Linked DNA regions of Mus musculus: regions 1, 2 and 3 are each linked to region 4. Evidence: chromatin contacts called from public promoter capture Hi-C data. All regions are on one chromosome and are shown on one strand. The core of a region is the stretch at or near the end of the contact, and the rest is flanking DNA. Distances in the headings are between cores, read along the strand shown. Region 1 holds the start of Neurog1 (neurogenin 1). Region 2 holds the start of Cltb (clathrin, light polypeptide (Lcb)). Region 3 holds the start of 4930526F13Rik (RIKEN cDNA 4930526F13 gene). Region 4 holds the start of B4galt7 (xylosylprotein beta1,4-galactosyltransferase, polypeptide 7 (galactosyltransferase I)).

Region 1 (4,423 bases), core at 1,403-3,902, 650 kb before region 4:
GAGCCAGATGCCCATGACCACCCTGCGAAGCTATGAAGCTATGTCTCCCCTCCCCAAGACCAGAGGCCTCTTCTCTTCATAGACCTGGCTGGCCCAGGCCAGCCAGGCAGTAAGTGCTTAAAGTGACTCTGTTGGAGACCTGTGACCAAAAAAAAAAAAAAAAAAAAAAAAAAACATGGGGTGGGATTGTAGTACCCGGGGCAGCCTGGGGAAAAGGCCTCCGTTTCCTGCGTTTCAAGTACAGAGGCTGAATAAACAATCTCCATGAGTTCTACTAGCACCGAACCCCACCATACAAGAGTTAGGAGTCAGGGCCTCCCTTAGCCAGTCACCCCCAACTTTCTACACCCCAGACTTAATAGACAGCCAGCCCAGAGCAAGCCACCAACCTCCACATGAAGTAAGTGCAAGTCTCTAAGCTTCGGCAGCATGGACCTGCTTCCCTTGCTAAGCCACAGACACACACCTGGCAAATGGAGCCCAGTAGCTCCACTCAGCAGACTGGCTGGACATCCACCACCTCCTGGCCACCTCTTTTACCAGTGACCAATGAATGGCTCTTCCAGCTTGTCACCATGATTCAAGTGACCTTTAAAATGTCACCAGCTCAGAGTCAGTGTTCAGTTTGACGGAATGAACTTTAAATTGCCTGGTCTAATTGTCAGAGCCGGGAGTGAATTCTCACGCTCTGGTACTGCAAGAGGTGGGTAGCTAAAATCCTCATGGATACTATTCCAAGGGTGCTGGCCCGACTTAGAAATGGGGCCATCACGGGTTCAGTGGTTGGACCCCCATGGCCTCAGAATGTAACCATAGCTAGAACAACAGTTCTGGGGGATGCGATAAAAGTGAGAGCCTAGAGCCATCTTGGATTCAGTAGTGCACAGTCATGCAGCTCTCCTGAAGAAGACACAGAGTCAAAACAGGGTAGGACCCACGAAGGCAGGAGGCAGAGCGGGATGCTTCAGTTATGAATTAGTGGCCAGGACATCCAGGAGCCACAAGAAATTGAAAAGGATGAAGCCCCTTGGCATCTTGGTTTTGAGCTTCTGGCCTTCTGAGCCTCAGAAGAGCGATCTTCTGTAAATTTAATGCACCCACTGTGGTGTGGTAATTTTAAGGAAGCCCAAAGAAATAAATACAGGGCCTGGAATTGTCACAAGGTCAGACTGGTGCCGGTATTCTGGGACCACCAGAAGCTGTCACAGGGACAGAAAGAGGCAGAGCTACCATTGCACAACTCCCAGCAGCCCTTGGGCTCCTGGGATGCCCAAGGATCTGTCAACAATTACTTTTTCTTGCATAATCTGATTACAGCCATTTCCTGCCACTTTTTACAAACCTCCTCAAGCCCTAATCTGTAACTGTGTCCTAGCTTTCTGCCCAAGAGCTGCTACAGAGGGAAGGAGCCACGGGGCAAGAGCTAGGCATAGGCAAAGAGGCTGTGCTTTCTCTACCAAGGCGCAGGTGTCCTGGACAGAGCCCCTTTGAAGACAGCAGGCTAGGCATTGCACTGGGCCTGAGGCCACCACTCAGATATCATGGAAAGGGGGGGGGGGCGCCTCTAGGGTGTTCCTTTTGTTTTTAATACCTGACTCCACGATCCAGGTTTGCTCCTTAATAAATAACTCCTCTCAGGTGCATTTGAGAGGCTGCCTGAGCCTCTATTGCTGTCCGGCAAACAGGAAAATGACTCGACCCACAGAATGAGGACATTTCTCTGGACTAGGCAAGTTTATAGGCAAATTGGCAGAAGGGATGGGGACGGAATTCCACTGTGTGCTTGCTGCCTTCTGTGGGACATCTCTCTCCTGGCCAGAAGCTAAGTCCCTTAGCCAGCTGGCACTGGGGTGAGCCCCTGAGGCTGGCACCATTCCAAAACGTGCGGCACAAGAGGATGCTTGGAAATGGAGAGAGCAAGATTTCAGGAGAAGAGGGGGTCTGCACACCCCCATATTACCTCGTGAGTCTTTGAGGAGGGGTACGCGGGCAGGGGCAGAGTGGGGTCAAGCCCCAGCTCAGTCTGGGAACTCATTGGATCTTTAGATCTTTCTCTTGCTGTCTTCTTCATTAACCTTGGCGGAGCAGGGACATCTATCCCTCCTCAAGACGTGTAACTGTTTACTGGTCCTGTCTGTTTAGATGCGAATAGTCAATCAGTAGCAGGCAAAGGGATGCGAACTCAGTAGCAGGCAAAGGGATGCGAACCCAGCCTCCAGCCTCAGCCCCAGCTCTCCATCACCCGCCACAGAGCTCACACTTTCTGCCAGGGCTCCTCCTCCCCATCCACCCCAGCGAGGGACACCCGCGCGCCCCTGGGAGGAGTGTGCCTCGGCCCGCCGCTAATCGCCCCCGGCCCCCGCCTTCGCCCGGGTTTCCCGGCCAGAGACGCCCCGGCCTCCCTCGCTTGATCCGGCTCCCGGAGCAGGCCGGGCCACCGATTGGCCGGCGGTAATTACGGGCACGCTCCAGGAGGGGGGCTGGGCGGGGGCGGCCTCCCGCGAGCATAAATTATGCAAATAGCAGGCGCCGCACGGGGCTGACCTGCCGCCTCTCGCCATTCACCCGCGCCGCCTCGGGGGCGGAGGTGGCCAGGGAGGGGGCGCCCATTGTTGCGCGCCGTACTTAAGGGGTCCTGAGGCCGGTCGTGTGCCACACTTGGTGCTCACAGGAGCTGATCTGATCGCCGGCGACATCACTCAGGAGACCAGCCCGGCGCGTGGCCCCTGCAGGCGAGGCGAGGAGGGCCAAGCCCATTCACTCCCTGAGCCCCTGCGATCTTCCCGGCCCTCGCGCCTGCAGCAGGCACAGGCTAGCCCCGGGTCGTACGGACAGTAAGTGCGCTTCGAAGGCCGACCTCCAAACCTCCTGTCCGTCTGTCGGTCCTGCACACTGCAAGATGCCTGCCCCTTTGGAGACCTGCATCTCTGATCTCGACTGCTCCAGCAGCAACAGCAGCAGCGACCTGTCCAGCTTCCTCACCGACGAGGAGGACTGTGCCAGGCTACAGCCCCTAGCCTCCACCTCGGGGCTGTCCGTGCCAGCCCGGAGGAGCGCTCCCGCCCTCTCCGGGGCATCGAATGTTCCCGGTGCCCAGGACGAAGAGCAGGAACGGCGGAGGCGGCGAGGTCGCGCTCGGGTGCGGTCCGAGGCTCTGCTGCACTCCCTGCGGAGGAGTCGTCGCGTCAAAGCCAACGATCGCGAGCGCAACCGCATGCACAACCTCAACGCTGCGCTGGACGCCTTGCGCAGCGTGCTGCCCTCGTTCCCCGACGACACCAAGCTCACCAAGATTGAGACGCTGCGCTTCGCCTACAACTACATCTGGGCCCTGGCTGAGACACTGCGCCTGGCAGATCAAGGGCTCCCCGGGGGCAGTGCCCGGGAGCGCCTCCTGCCTCCGCAGTGTGTCCCCTGTCTGCCCGGGCCCCCGAGCCCGGCCAGCGACACTGAGTCCTGGGGTTCCGGGGCCGCTGCCTCCCCCTGCGCCACTGTGGCATCACCACTCTCTGACCCCAGTAGTCCCTCGGCTTCAGAAGACTTCACCTATGGCCCGGGCGATCCCCTTTTCTCCTTTCCTGGCCTGCCCAAAGACCTGCTCCACACGACGCCCTGTTTCATCCCATACCACTAGGCCTTTGTAAGGCAACATCAATACTTTCTTCCTCCCCCAGTCTAAGAGCAATAATAGATGGGGAACTGGCTGAAGCCTCCGGGGGCCACACTTACCCCCAAGTGAATTCTGGGAGCTTTAAAGGGGGGAGGGGGAATACCTGACCACTTGTTAGGTTGCTGCACCCTCGCTGAAGCTGCCCTCGGTCTATTTCTCCACCCCCAGCACGGCCTCCCCCCCCCCCCGCCCGCCCCCAGACGGCCTTTCGTTTTTGTTGCACTTTCTGAACTTCACAAAACCTTCTTTGTGACTGGCTCAGAACTGACCCCAGCCACCACTTCAGTGTGGTTTGGAAAAGGGACAGATGAGCCCCTGAAGACGAGGTGAAAAGTCAATTTTACAATTTGTAGAACTCTAATGAAGAAAAACGAGCATGAAAATTCGGTTTGAGCCGGCTGACAATACAATGGCAAGGCTTAAAAAGGAGCCACAAGGAGTGGGCTTCATGCATTATGGATCCCGACCCCCGCCACTGTGGGCTTGCTCCAGGAAGAACCTGAGTGCTAGCATAGCTATTCAGGCACTGGACTGGAGGGTACTTTAATTTATTCAGGATGCTTCATTCATATGAAAATGTATTTTTGTACATAAAGAATTTATTCTATTATTATGAGCTATCAAAGTTTACATTTTTGTACTGCAGATGCTTCGTGTAAATAAAAAAAAATAAGGGAAAAAAAAGTAGTCACCCGTTTCCTTGCCTAGTAGCGGTGTCTCTGGGGCTTTCCCTCATCCCCTTGGCAGCTCCAC
Region 2 (4,158 bases), core at 1,231-3,730, 990 kb after region 4:
TACTCTTGTAGACAACTGACAGCCTGCAGTAACTCTAGCTACAATGTATCTAGATACATAGTATCTTATATACCTTTAGCCTCTGTAGGTACCTGGACATATACACACTCACCCATACCCATACACCTATACATACATATGTGTAACTTTAAAAAATAATTTTAAAAAACCATGCATGAAGCAGAATCATATGGATTCTGTGAGTTTGAGGCCAGCCTGGTCTACATAGCAGGCTCAAGGCCAGACAGTTGTGTAGTGAGACTGACTCAAAAACCTAAAGTTCTCACTGGTGTAGCAGTGGCATGAACATTACAGGGGTAACCTCACTGTGCGTCACTGTGATGGCCTGCTCATTCCTTCAGGCAGTGTTAATTGAACTCAGTGGGTTACTAACACAAAAAAACTGGAGAGGATGGGGGGCGGGGGCACTGGTGAGATGGCTCAGCAGGTAAGAACATTGACTGCTCTTCTGAAGGTACGGAGTTAAAATCCCAGCAACCACATGGTGGCTCACAACCACCAGTAATGAAATCTGATGCCCTCTTCTGGTGCATCTGAAGACAGCTACATTGTACCTATGTATAATAATAAATAAATCAGCCGGGCTTGGTGGCGCATGCCTTTGATCCCAGCACTCGGGAGGCAGAGGCAGGCGGATTTCTGAGTTCGAGGCCAGCCTGGTCTACAAAGTGAGTGCCAGGACAGCCAAGGCTACACAGAGAAACCCTGTCTCGAAAAACCAAAATAAATAAATAAATCTGCTGGGCAGGGCAGTGGTGGCCCATGCCTTTAATCCCAGGACTTGGGAGGCAGAGGCAGGCAGATTTCTGATTTCGAGGCCAGCCTGGTCTACAGAGTGAGTTCCAGGACAGTCAGAGCTACACAGAGAAACCCTGTCTCGGAAAACCAAAAAACTGAGTGAACAGAGTTGACTGGAGAGGGAGCAGAGGTCCTAAACCAATTCAATTCTGAAAAACCACATGAAGGCTCACAGCCATTTGCACAGCTACAGTGTCCTCACATAAATATATAAATAAATAAAAAAATTTCAAGTGGGGGAGGGGAACTGTTAGGGAGGGGATACCTGGGAGGCGTGAGATATGTGAGGGGGGAGCATATGCTCAAAATGCATTACTTGTTTGTATAAAATGACAAAGAGGGCTGTAGAGATGGCTCAGTGGTTAAGAGCACTGACTGCTCTTCCAGAGGTTCTGAGTTCAATTCCCAGCAACCACATGGTGGCTCACAACCATCTGTGATGTGATCTTGGTGCCTTCTTCTGTCCTACAGGCATATATGCAGGCAGAACACTGTATACATAATATATATATATGTATATGTATATATATATATATATATATATACACATATACACACACACACACACACACACACACACACACATATATACATATATATATATATATAAATTGACAAAGACTAAAAGAGAGGTACTCACCTGGCAGTGGTGGTGCTCGCCTTTAATCCCAGCATCCTAGAGGCAGAGACATGTGGATCTTTATGAATTTGAGGCCGGCCTTATCTACAGAGTGAGCTCCAGGATCAGCCAGGGATACATGGAGAAACCCTGTCTTGAAAAACAAAAACACAACCAAAAAAGATACTGTATTTTTGAAAAAGGTCTCCGGGTAGTGGTGGCGCATGCCTTTAATCCCAGCACTTGGGAGGCAGAGGCTGTTAGATTTCAGAGTTCGAGGCCAGCCTCGTCTTCAGAGTGAGTTCCAGGACAGCCAGGGCTATACAGAAAAACAGTCTCGAAATACAAAAAAAAAAAAAAAAAAAAAAAAAAATCACTACTTTGAAGCCAGCCTCAGCTATACAAGAATTTGAGGTCAAACAGGCTACTAAAAAACAAAACAACAACAACAAAAACCGCGAAAGTAATTGCAATGTGCAATGCGAGTTTGGCATACAATCTGCTGTCACAATACGTATATTAATTACCAAAGAAAAAAGCAGGCTCCACCTGTACTGTACTGAGTAATCAACGGGAACCTAACCAATAATGGGACAAACTGACCCTCTGCTCTAAGAACTAGAGAAAGAGCTCAAATTGAAAGACAAAACAATCAGCCAGTTAGTTGCCTTAAGGAACATCAATGTCACCAGACAGGGAGAAAGAGGAACAGTCCCTGATTTCAGGGGCTCATCACACAGATAGGGCGGCGGGATGCTTTACTCAGTCCTGAGAGAACAAGGCTCTGCTGTGCGCGCCTGGCACTCAAGCCTTTCCCAGCCTCAGCTCCCTCCTCCTACGCAGGAAGAGTACTCTTGTATCACGCAGCTCACAAAATCAGCTCTGGGAGAAACTTTTCGGTTCAATGCACCCGGTGCCAGCCCAGTGCTGCTGGCACGCTCTGGAGCCGAAGGTGGGCTTCGGGGGCTCGAACCGAGGGCGGGGCGACCACCCAGCCCCGCGGGCCCCGCCCTCGGCCGCTGACGTCACCGCATTCCCGCCGCGACTCCTCCCGCCGCCGCTGCAGCCGCAGTGACAGGCAAGCCGGGCGGGTGACGGGAAGTGCGGGCCGCGGGCGCGGGCGGGAGGTGACAGCAGCCACGCGGGGAAGATGGCTGAGGACTTCGGCTTCTTCTCATCGTCGGAGAGCGGGGCCCCGGAGGCCGCCGAGGAGGACCCAGCGGCCGCCTTCCTGGCCCAGCAGGAAAGCGAGATTGCTGGCATCGAGAATGACCCGGGTTTCGGGGCACCTGCCGCCAGCCAGGTGGCCTCTGCGCAGCCGGGACTCGCGAGCGGGGGTGAGTCAGCGCAGCGGCCTGGAACCGGGGAGGCTGAGGCCACCACCGGGGGCGGGAGGCCCAGTCTCGGTCAGACCCGGCCTGGGTCCCTGCTGTACTCTGAGTCCGGCTATCCAGGGTGACCAAGGGTACCTCGGGGGGCTGTGTGTATCCGTGAGGCCTGGGAAAAGAGGAAGGAGCCGGGAGATGAGTTGGAATCTGCGCTGAGACTGGATCTGCTGACTCTGGGGACAGGAATTTAGTCATGACATTTCATCCCCAGGCCAGCTTCTCCACCCTGGCTCTGGAACCCTCCCCCTGCTCAGTTCTGAGACTGTCCCAGTGTCCTAGCTAAGTGATACAGGTGTGGGACGGACACGTCCTCCTGACGTTAGCGTTAGCGTTCCTTTCTGCAGGGAAGCAGGGGGCGCTCAGAGAACTCGCAGCTCATCCTTTGGGGATCACCTGCAGTCCTGCAGCAGTGCGGGAGACAATGTTAATTACATATAATAATTTCATACACGTTACTGAACCCATTTTAGAACTGGCTTCAAAGGGTACACTATTAAAACAACTAGGAAGTAGCAATAAAGAATTCAACCCCTTCTTTCGGATGCTGAATTCTTCCTGTCCAGACCTCACAGTCCTTCATGGGCCCGACTGTAAGTCTAGGCAGGGGCACAAATGGCCAAGAGCTGTGCCCTTCCTGTTTGTAACTGTTTGTTTAGTGGATTTACAAAGGTGGCCCGGACCTCTGCGTGTGGCTTCAGACATAAGGGTTCAGGACCTTTTTCCTGCATTGTTATGTTTATCATTGATACTTCTGCCCCAAGGAACAATTTCTTATAAATATATTTAAATATTTAGTACAAATATGGACCTTCATGGTGACCCTCCTAGTAGACCTTGTTATTTTTTGGTGTCATGTTAAAGAGGTTTAATGGTCCTGTTGGAAATAAATATTGTATGTATACATTCATCTTTCTTTCCTTCCACACTTGCTGTGTTGCCGTCCCCACTGGGAACACAGAAGGAAGAAACTGTATCTATGGCCCAGCGTTTGAAGAAACTCTGACATAAGTGTAATAAGCCTTTTGTAACATACACGGAACTGGAGTTTGAGGGGCTATCAGGATGGCTTGTCAAGTAAATGTAAATCAGCCCAGCCTGGTGACACCTGAGCTCACGCCCTGGAACCCTCATGGCGGTAGATAGAACTCACTCCCACAAATTGTCCCCCCGACCTCGCATACATGCCTGCACCACACACACACACACACACACACAAACACACACAAGTAAAGAAAATATAAATAATAATAATTAAAAAGAAAAAACTGGAGTTTGAATGTCTTGCCTAGGGCCACACAGCCGTGAGTGATAGGTCTGGGGCTTGATTTCAGG
Region 3 (4,164 bases), core at 812-3,311, 670 kb after region 4:
GAGACTATGGCCTCAGAGGGGGAACTTCACTTTGCTGGGCCTGTGAGGGTGTCCACCTCAGAACTGACGGCACCCAGCCTGGTTTGCACAAAGCACGGCTATCTCAGCAGACTGCCTCCTGTCTCCGCTTTGGCCTTCCCATTAATGGGCAGTTAGCAGTCTTATCCCACTCTGACAAGCGATTGGCACCCCCTCCTTTGCAAGGCTGTTTGGAACTCCCTGTTTTTGTTCTTTGTTTTCTAGGAACCACAGGGTCTTCCAAAGGTCATTCAATTGCATATCTAGAAATCCTGTTCCTCTCCAGTTTGGTACAATGTCTTCATGGGGTGCATAGGAGGTGGGATAGTCAAGGCATAAGGTGGTGTGAGTGTGGGCTGACATTGGGGAGCACCAGGTGGCACCACCCTTCCATTCCTATAGGCAGCTACAGTTAAATAACCATTCTTTAGAAGGGAGCACCCAGGGACAAAGACACTGTCTCAGGTGACAGGTACTGGTGAGGCTGGACCTGAACCAGCCCAGGCCTCTCTGAGTGCTAGTGCTCTTTCTCCTTGTCTTTCCATGCTGAGCTAAAGGCAAAGTCTATGGCTGCTCACTAAGGGACTCAAGACATAACGGGCTGGCCAGACCAAGACATTCTTTCCTTGCGAGCCTGTCCAGGAGGTGCCAGGGGCCCAGTAGGGAACAGCCTGGCTGGGCCTGGCAGAGTTCACAGAATCACTGCCCATGGGAGAACCCGACCACCCTTTAGTCCCAACATGGGGGACTTGGGGGCTTCCCATTGCTGTGCACGAAGCTGCTGCCACTGCCTGCTGCTCCAAATGGCTGCGAGGCCATAAAGCAGCTGAGGAAAAATGATGGCGAGGAAGGAAAACGAGCCACTGAGGAAATTAACTCTCACCCGGGGAGATCTTGGCTTTCTGCTGACAGAGGCCTCTACCCTATAAAGCCAAGAGCTTAAACTCCACTCTTACAGTAATTACCATGCCTTAGACACCTCTGCCCTTGGCCTAGCCCTTCCAGGGCACCGAAAGAGACCCACAGCCTAGAGCTGGAGTCTTCAGGGAACAAGGAATGGGAGGGAAGTTTGGTGCCATAGCCAGGGTCTCCTTCATGTAGAGGACTATCCAATGGCTATTAAGGCCCATTGGGGACTTGGGAACCATGTTCCAACTTCCTCACTTGATAGATAAGGAATCTGAAGGCTCAGAGAGGGTTAGTGATTAAGTGAAGGTCACCCAGCCAAAGGCCAGACCAGATTTAAAGTTCCTTCCCTCCTTGTAGGCCAGAGCCATTTCTGTCAAGTCTTGGCCCTGATATGCATATTTCTCTCAGACTGAGTCCAAGTTAGGCCCAGGAAAAACACAAGGGCAGGTGCTGGCCTCAGTTAAAACATGTAGTCAGGCTGGGCAGTGGTGGTGCACGCCTTTAATCCCAGCACTTGGGAGGCAGAGGCAGGTGGATTTCTGAGTTTGAGGCCAGCCTGGTCTACAGAGTGAGTTCCAGGACAGCCAGGGCTACACAGAGAAACCCTCTCTCAAAAAACCAAAAAAAAGAAATAAAAACAACAACAACAACAACAAAATCCATGCAGTCAGTACCACAATTGGGTCTGCTCCCATTACCTGGTGGATCCACTCCCCCGGCAAAGCTGGATCCAGTACAGGCTCTCTGGCAACAGCCACTCTTAGTGACTCCAGCTTTAGCCAGTTTTGGGGATGGCCTGTAGCCCCTACAAAGGAGAATGACCTCCTGACAGCTGGCAGTGAGAGGCACCCCTTCAGGGGAAGGTCTCTGCCATCCTATCCCTGATGCCAAGGCAAGCCTTTCTTCCATCCCACTCCCCTAACCAGCCTTTGTCTCTGCCCAGCTTGGGGCTGCACACCCCCACCTCACATGTCTCTCCAAGTGGGGACATCTGTTGTTTTTTCCTGCAAGCACGTCCCTCTCTGTGGACCACCCCTTTCCTTTGCTAGTTCTTGAGCTTCTGAAGACACTGGTCCCCGGGGGAGGGGCACACTTCAGACTTGGCTACTGTTGCTCCCGTCACCCTGGTTACCAGAGTGTATAGGGAACTCAACAGTCCAAGTGGATGCTGGGATCCCAGGAAGCAGGTGTCTTCTTCCCGCAGGAACTGCTGGTCAGAGGTGCCAGGCCTGTGATGCTCATCAGGTGAGGATGCTGGCAAGGCAGAGGAACACAGGCCTGTGTGAGGTAGGCGCATACAGGCGCATTCCTGGCGACCGATGAGCACCTGGATTAGCCAAACTTGAAGTCAGGAAACCACGATCACTATTTCAGTGCTCTGTGACTTTACCTCACCTGACACGCCATATTTTCTGTCACTTGTAACTGACGTGGCAACGCCTCCTGTTAGGGACCCAGCCTGAAGTCACTGCCTCTCTCCAGGTCTTCCTTACAAGGACCCCTAGAGCCTGCCTGGGTCTGAGTCTCTGGAGTCTGTATTTTAGTCCCGTTACAAAACAAAGATCTGGGTCATTTTGCTGAATGTGAAGCTTCTGTTGTCTGTCACTCTGGTGACAGTTACACTGAGCAGACCTCTGAAGGTCCATATAATGACCCCCTGCACCACCAGGCCCTGGTTTTATGTCCACAGTGGTGATTGTCATTTACACAGACATTCTTGCATTAGAAGGCCCTGGGATTACTGAAATAAACAAACATGGACAATGTGTACATTGGTTTCTGCTCTCTCTGCTAGATCTCCCTGGGGGACATAGTCACCTAGCTGAGGCTTGGTCACCCATGGTGTGCCATCTCTGACATTATGAGCCCATGATCCTGAAAACTGAGTCCCTCATTTCTTCTGGGGTTGTTGAGTCTGTGGGAATTGCCAGGGGCCACCATGGGGGGGATGGCTGTCGAAGTACTGTCAAAGTTGTCTTACTCTTTAAACTGAACACTTATTTATGTGTCTACGTGTGTCTGCTTGTCTGTATGTGCGCATCATGTGTGAGGTATTCTAGGAGACCACAGGGGGTATCAGATCCCCACAGGAGCTGGAGTTACAGATGGCTGTGTGCTGTCAAGTGTGAATGCTGGGAACTGAGATCCAGTCCCCTGCACCATCTCTCTATCTCCAGTTCCTTGTTTCTCTGAGTCAGTCTAACATGAGTTTCTTTACTTCTTCCTTCCTTCCTCCCTCCCTCCCTCCCTCCCTCCCTCCCTCTCTCTCTCTCTCTCTCTCTTTCTTTCTTTCTTTCTTTCTTTCTTTCTTTCTTTCTTTCTTTCTTTCATTTATGTGTTTGTTTGTTTATTTACTGTGTACATGTGTGTGTATATGTTGGGATCCATATATGTGTTAGGGTAATAAGTGTGCATGAGGAGGCCGAAGGTACACATTGGCTGTTGTTTCTCAAGCACTGTATTAATCTGGGCTTTCTAGAGGAATAGAACTGATAGAAGGTATACATATATACAAATGTACATCCATACACGCACATATATACATCTATACACACTTACATGTATGCATACAAATACACATCTGTACACATTTGCATATATATACATATATATGAATACACATCTATATACACTTGCATATATATACATTCACACACATTTACATATATATATACATATGAATACACATCTATATACATTTACATATATACATATATACAATTATACATCTACACACATATATACATCAATATACCTTTATATTTACATATATACATATATGAATATACATATATAAATATATACTTGCATGCATATATGCACATATAAATATCTACACATATACATGCTTATATGCATATACATGCTTATACATATTCACACATACACATAGGTATATATACAATATATTAAATAAAAAGGGATTTACTAGGCTGGCTTATAGAACATGCTCCAGCTAACTCAACAGTGGCTGTCTCCCAGTGAAGAGAACAAGAATCTGAGTAGTTTGTTTCTCAGTCCACAGGGTAGGATGTCTTGACAGCCCCACTACCACACTGAAGGCCTGAGAGATCCTGGAGGCAGCTGCGGCTCTTCAGTCTTTTGGAGTCACAAAAGAAACAGTTCTAATTTCAGCCCATGGATGCAGCAGTGACAGAGTAGAGGACTTGTCAGCAAGATCAAGGGCAAGCCAACAAAACGGAGCTGTCACGGAGGGTGCCACCACCACAGGAGGAT
Region 4 (4,251 bases), core at 108-2,607:
AGAAAATGGGGGCCCCCAACCATAAATTACATTGTTCCTCCATACCTGTGACTTTGTTATTGTTATGGATCATAATATAAATATCTGATGTATGCAACCCATGGGGGGGCGCGACCCACAGGTTGAGAACCACTGGACTAGCCCAAGGTCCAAACAAAAAGATGCTTCAAGCCTAAAAGTGTAATGCCCCATAAATCTAGGCAGGAAAATCACCTCCGCCATTCTGTTTCAGTGAGAAATATCTTAAACTCGGGTATGAGCCAGACTCACACCTAACACTTAAAGCAGACCCCCACACAAGTACAGCAGCACAGGAAATGAACTACTGGGTGTGTCTAGTATAAGACAGGCAATGGCTAACCAACCAGGAAGAGAACACAGGAAGCTCTGTCTGGTGTGATCTTCCCGGCCAACCGCAAAGTATGAGAGGGCATGAAGGCGAAGGATAGGATTTGAAGTCACATGGATATGACGGGGCAGACAGAAAATAAATAAATAAATAAATAAAGACCTTCAGCGCCACAACACAGAGAGATCCGCTGTAAGAAACGAACAGAATCATCTGCTACATGAAAACAGACAGACAAACACACAAAGGCACAGGAGAAAGAGTGGTTCTCAGCCTTCCTACTGCTGCAGCCCTTTTATACAACTCCTCACGGTTGTGGTGGTCCCCAACCATAAATGTCGTCGTTATTCCACATTTGTGGTTTTGTTATTGTTATGAATCGTAACATAAATGTCTGATATATGCAACCCAAGGGGGCCGCGACCCACAGGTTGAGAGCCACTGGACTAGTTCGCGGTCCAAACAAAAAGATCAATGGAGAGAGCAAGGCAGAGACCCAGACACAGGGACGCGCAGAATAGAAGCTAGTAGGAAAAGAGAGCCGTGCAGACAATACCAATGACGTTCCCCCCACCCCCAGAGAACCACAAACACTCAGGGTGACCCCCAGAAACCCAGATGCGACAGCGTAGGGCTGCTAAGATTTGCAGGAGGTCGAGAAAAGGAATGGCACCCAGGGGGACGCGGCTCCTGCCCGTTGCGGCCGCTCACCTGCCATCCTCCCAGGGCAGCTGCGCCGCTTTCCTCCGGGAGGGCAACATCGTGGCGGGACACAGCAGGACATGGGGCTCTGGCTCAAAGCCCCGCTGCCCGGCCTGCCCAGCCTACGCGGCGTCTCCGCCCCCGCCCCGCCCCCCGGTCCGCCGAGTCCGTCCCTCCGGTTGGGCCGGCTGCACCTCAGAGCCACAGCTTATAAGGTTCTGCTGTCTGGAGAACCGATGGCGGGACCTAGCTAGGTTCTCACTACATACAAGGGCCCACTGGATGTCACAAGAAAGGGAGTTCCCTCCCATCACCCAAGTCAAAGGCGACCAAACAAGCTAGAGACTAGCTGGAACTAGACGTGTACTGCATAACAGAACGTCTGGGATAAGGTACATCTTCCTCCTTTTTCCCCCAAGTGAAGGCTGGTATCATCGCAGCATTCCTACGGTCAGCCCAGCAGAGAAAGCACGTACTCTTGGAGCATAAGATCCAGTTCAGAATTCGGAGCTGATCTCGGAAGACTGATTGTGCTTCAAACACTGCTCTGATAATTTAACAACGCTGAGGCGAGTCGATTTCTCTGTGACGGTTTCATCACTTGGGTTATATAAATTGTTCGTATTCTGTGTGGTCATTGTAGGAAACGAAAACCCATTTGGTGCAGTGCTTGGCACAGTCACACTATATAAATGCTGTCGTCCGATTTGAGAACCTAAGGAATGAATAGGAGACTGAGCCGCCTCTTTGCCTGTGTGAATTTATCTACTCTCTTCCCCTCTTCCCCACCTGGGAAAAGAGAGGCAGTTACTAGACTTCATGTCTGTTCTTTCAGGCAAAATTTAATATTCTAATAAGTACCTAACATTTATTAAGTTTTACTTTGTGCTACTCATTTTTTTTTAAGATTTAGTTATTATATGTAAGTACACTGTAGCTGACTTCAGACAGTCCAGGAGAGGGCATCAGATCTCATTACGGATGGTTGTCAGCCCGTGAGCCACCATGTGGTTGCTGAGATTTGAACTCAGGACCTCTGGAAGAGCATCGAGCCATCTCTCCAGCTCCTGTTCTAAGTTCTTTATGGCTGTGCTTTTATTCAGTCTTTATGAATAGGTATTATTTCCATTGTGAAGATGAAAGGACCAAGGCACAGGCAGGTCATTGGTTTGTGTGCACAATCTTTCCAGCCACAATCCATGATCTCCAATTTCAAGTGCATTGTTTCAAGGTAGATCTTCACTATTGGTTAAGTTAATTGTTCTTAACTTTCTTTCCCCTCTTAAACCCTAACAAACACAACTCAATGATTTGCTCTGTGGCTCACCTAGGGCTCTGCATCCCACACCAGAAACTTACCAAGTCAACCATAGATGGGGCAGACCTTTTTTTTTTTTTTAATTTTCTTTTAAGATTTATTTTATATATGTGAGTACACTGTCACTCTCTTCAGACACATCAGAAGGCATCGGATGCCCATTACAGACGGTTGTGAGACACCATGTGGTTGCTGGGAATTGAACTCAGGACCTCTGGAAGATCAGTCAGTGCTCTTAACCACTGAGTCATCTCTCCAGCCTGATGTGGCAGATCTTAAAGGCAGGATTGACCTCCTGCAGAGACCAGTTAGGCAGGGCCATCAGGCGATAAGACAGTCAGGTGACCTGTTGCTCTAGTGTTAGACCTCAAACTCAAGAAACTAAATTTTACATAAAAACCCAAATTAGCCAGGCGGTGGTGGCACACGCCTTTAATCCCAGCACTCGGAAGGCAGAGGCAGGCAGATTTCTGAGTTTGAGGCCAGCCTGGTTTACAAAGTGAGTTCCAGGACAGCCAAGGCTGTACAGAGAAACCCTGTCTCGAAAAAAACAAAACAAACCCAAATGAACTGCTTTTAAATCAGTGTTCCGTTATTTGTCATGTTGACACTTGGCACTCTTGGTGAGCAATGTCAGATGGTTTTGACAAACCCGTCAGCACCTGCCCGCTACAAGAAACCATAGCAAGGATGGAGATCGTGATGTTCACAGGTGGAGACTACCCTGGAGTGTGAGGCCTTGTGCCCTCTGGAAGTTACTACTCCCACCCACCCTCTTTTTGTTTTTTCCAGACATGGCTTCTCTGTGTAATAGCCTTGGCTGTCCTGGATTCACTACATAGACCAGGCTGGCCTTGAACTCACAGAGATCTACCTGCCTCTGCCTCCTGAGTGCTGCTATTAAAGTTGTGCACCATCACGTCTGGCCTTGTTCCATTCTCTTAAGTCCAAGTATCATCACACCCACCAAGAGTAACTACAGGGCTGGAGAGATGGCTCAGCAGTTAGGAGCACTGACTGCTATTCTGAAGGTCCTGAGTTCAAATCCCAGCAGCCGCATGGTGGCTCACAACCATCTGTAATGATATCTGATGCCCTTTTCTGGTGTGCCTGAGGACAGCTACAGTATACTTATATATAATAAATAAATAAATCTTTAAAAAAAAAAAAGAGTAACCACGAACAGTTTTTCTTCCTTTTTTTCTTTTTTCTTTTTTATTGGGAAACCAATGTAACAAACCCACATTCATTGAAAATAAACTCAGTAACTAAGACTCTGTAGGCTCTGTTTCCAACCAGCACCAAAGTCTCTGCTTGGTTTGATACCAGTTGTTCAAGCCCCAGAAAGGACAATTGTAACAAACTAAAATCAACCTCTGGGCCCCTTTTGTGCACTGCAACCCCTCCACACCCTTAAACTGACACGCAGCAAACACACCCTATATAAGCAGGCTGGTTCTAAGCCAAAGGCAAGAAAAGCAAAGTTTCTGGAATAGCAAGGAGTCACTGATACACCCTGACCTGCTCAAAATCCCACATTAACAAAGGAAGACAGAAGGAAAATCAGCTTGCTGCCCCACCCACTTCCCTCCCAAAACCTACCCCAGACAGCAACCTCATATCCCTGATCAGTAACACTGAGATTCTGAGACACCAAGGGCATCGCCAGCCCCTGAGTGATTACTGCAAAAGGTCCAGGAGTGGAGGTGGGAGGGCTTGTCCCACTACTGGCTCAGCATTAGCCAGCCAGGCTGCTGTCCTCCACCTGAGCCTGAGGAACGGGGACACGCTTACAGTCCCTCTCTCCTCCAGAACATCTGCGGCTGAAAACCAGTCCTCCTCCTACTTCCCACAGCCTGGAAGAAAGATCGCCTGTGAGGCT

The links. Promoter capture Hi-C pulls out the DNA fragments that hold promoters and counts their contacts.
Region 1: a contact with region 4 is called in a promoter capture Hi-C map of embryonic stem cells, with 2.2 times the contacts expected there. The contact joins the promoter of Neurog1 here to the promoter of B4galt7 in region 4.
Region 2: a contact with region 4 is called in a promoter capture Hi-C map of liver, with 2.2 times the contacts expected there. The contact joins the promoter of Cltb here to the promoter of B4galt7 in region 4. A contact is called at or near these places in 5 of 39 promoter capture datasets (hematopoietic stem and progenitor cells, hippocampal neurons, liver and 1 more) and 2 of 115 datasets of contacts at active chromatin or transcription factors (astrocytes and pancreatic cancer cells).
Region 3: a contact with region 4 is called in a promoter capture Hi-C map of stem cell-derived epiblast-like cells, with 4 times the contacts expected there. The contact joins the promoter of 4930526F13Rik here to the promoter of B4galt7 in region 4. A contact is called at or near these places in 2 of 39 promoter capture datasets (hippocampal neurons and stem cell-derived epiblast-like cells).

The regions. Positions count from the first base shown.
Region 1 is chr13:56,250,409-56,254,831 of GRCm38.p6, reverse strand. Neurog1 (neurogenin 1) reads left to right here and starts at 2,652. Exons shown (of 1, transcript NM_010896.3): 1 at 2,652-4,354. The coding sequence starts at 2,900. The coding sequence ends at 3,634.
Region 2 is chr13:54,609,695-54,613,852 of GRCm38.p6, reverse strand. Cltb (clathrin, light polypeptide (Lcb)) reads left to right here and starts at 2,480. Exons shown (of 6, transcript NM_001347512.1): 1 at 2,480-2,775. The coding sequence starts at 2,589.
Region 3 is chr13:54,928,158-54,932,321 of GRCm38.p6, reverse strand. 4930526F13Rik (RIKEN cDNA 4930526F13 gene) reads left to right here and starts at 2,061. Exons shown (of 2, transcript NR_167670.1): 1 at 2,061-2,172; 2 at 3,946-4,164.
Region 4 is chr13:55,597,002-55,601,252 of GRCm38.p6, reverse strand. It overlaps B4galt7 (xylosylprotein beta1,4-galactosyltransferase, polypeptide 7 (galactosyltransferase I)), which reads right to left and starts at 1,357. Exons shown (of 6, transcript NM_146045.2): 1 at 1,061-1,357. The coding sequence starts at 1,110. It overlaps Tmed9 (transmembrane p24 trafficking protein 9), which reads right to left. Exons shown (of 5, transcript NM_026211.3): 5 at 3,556-4,251.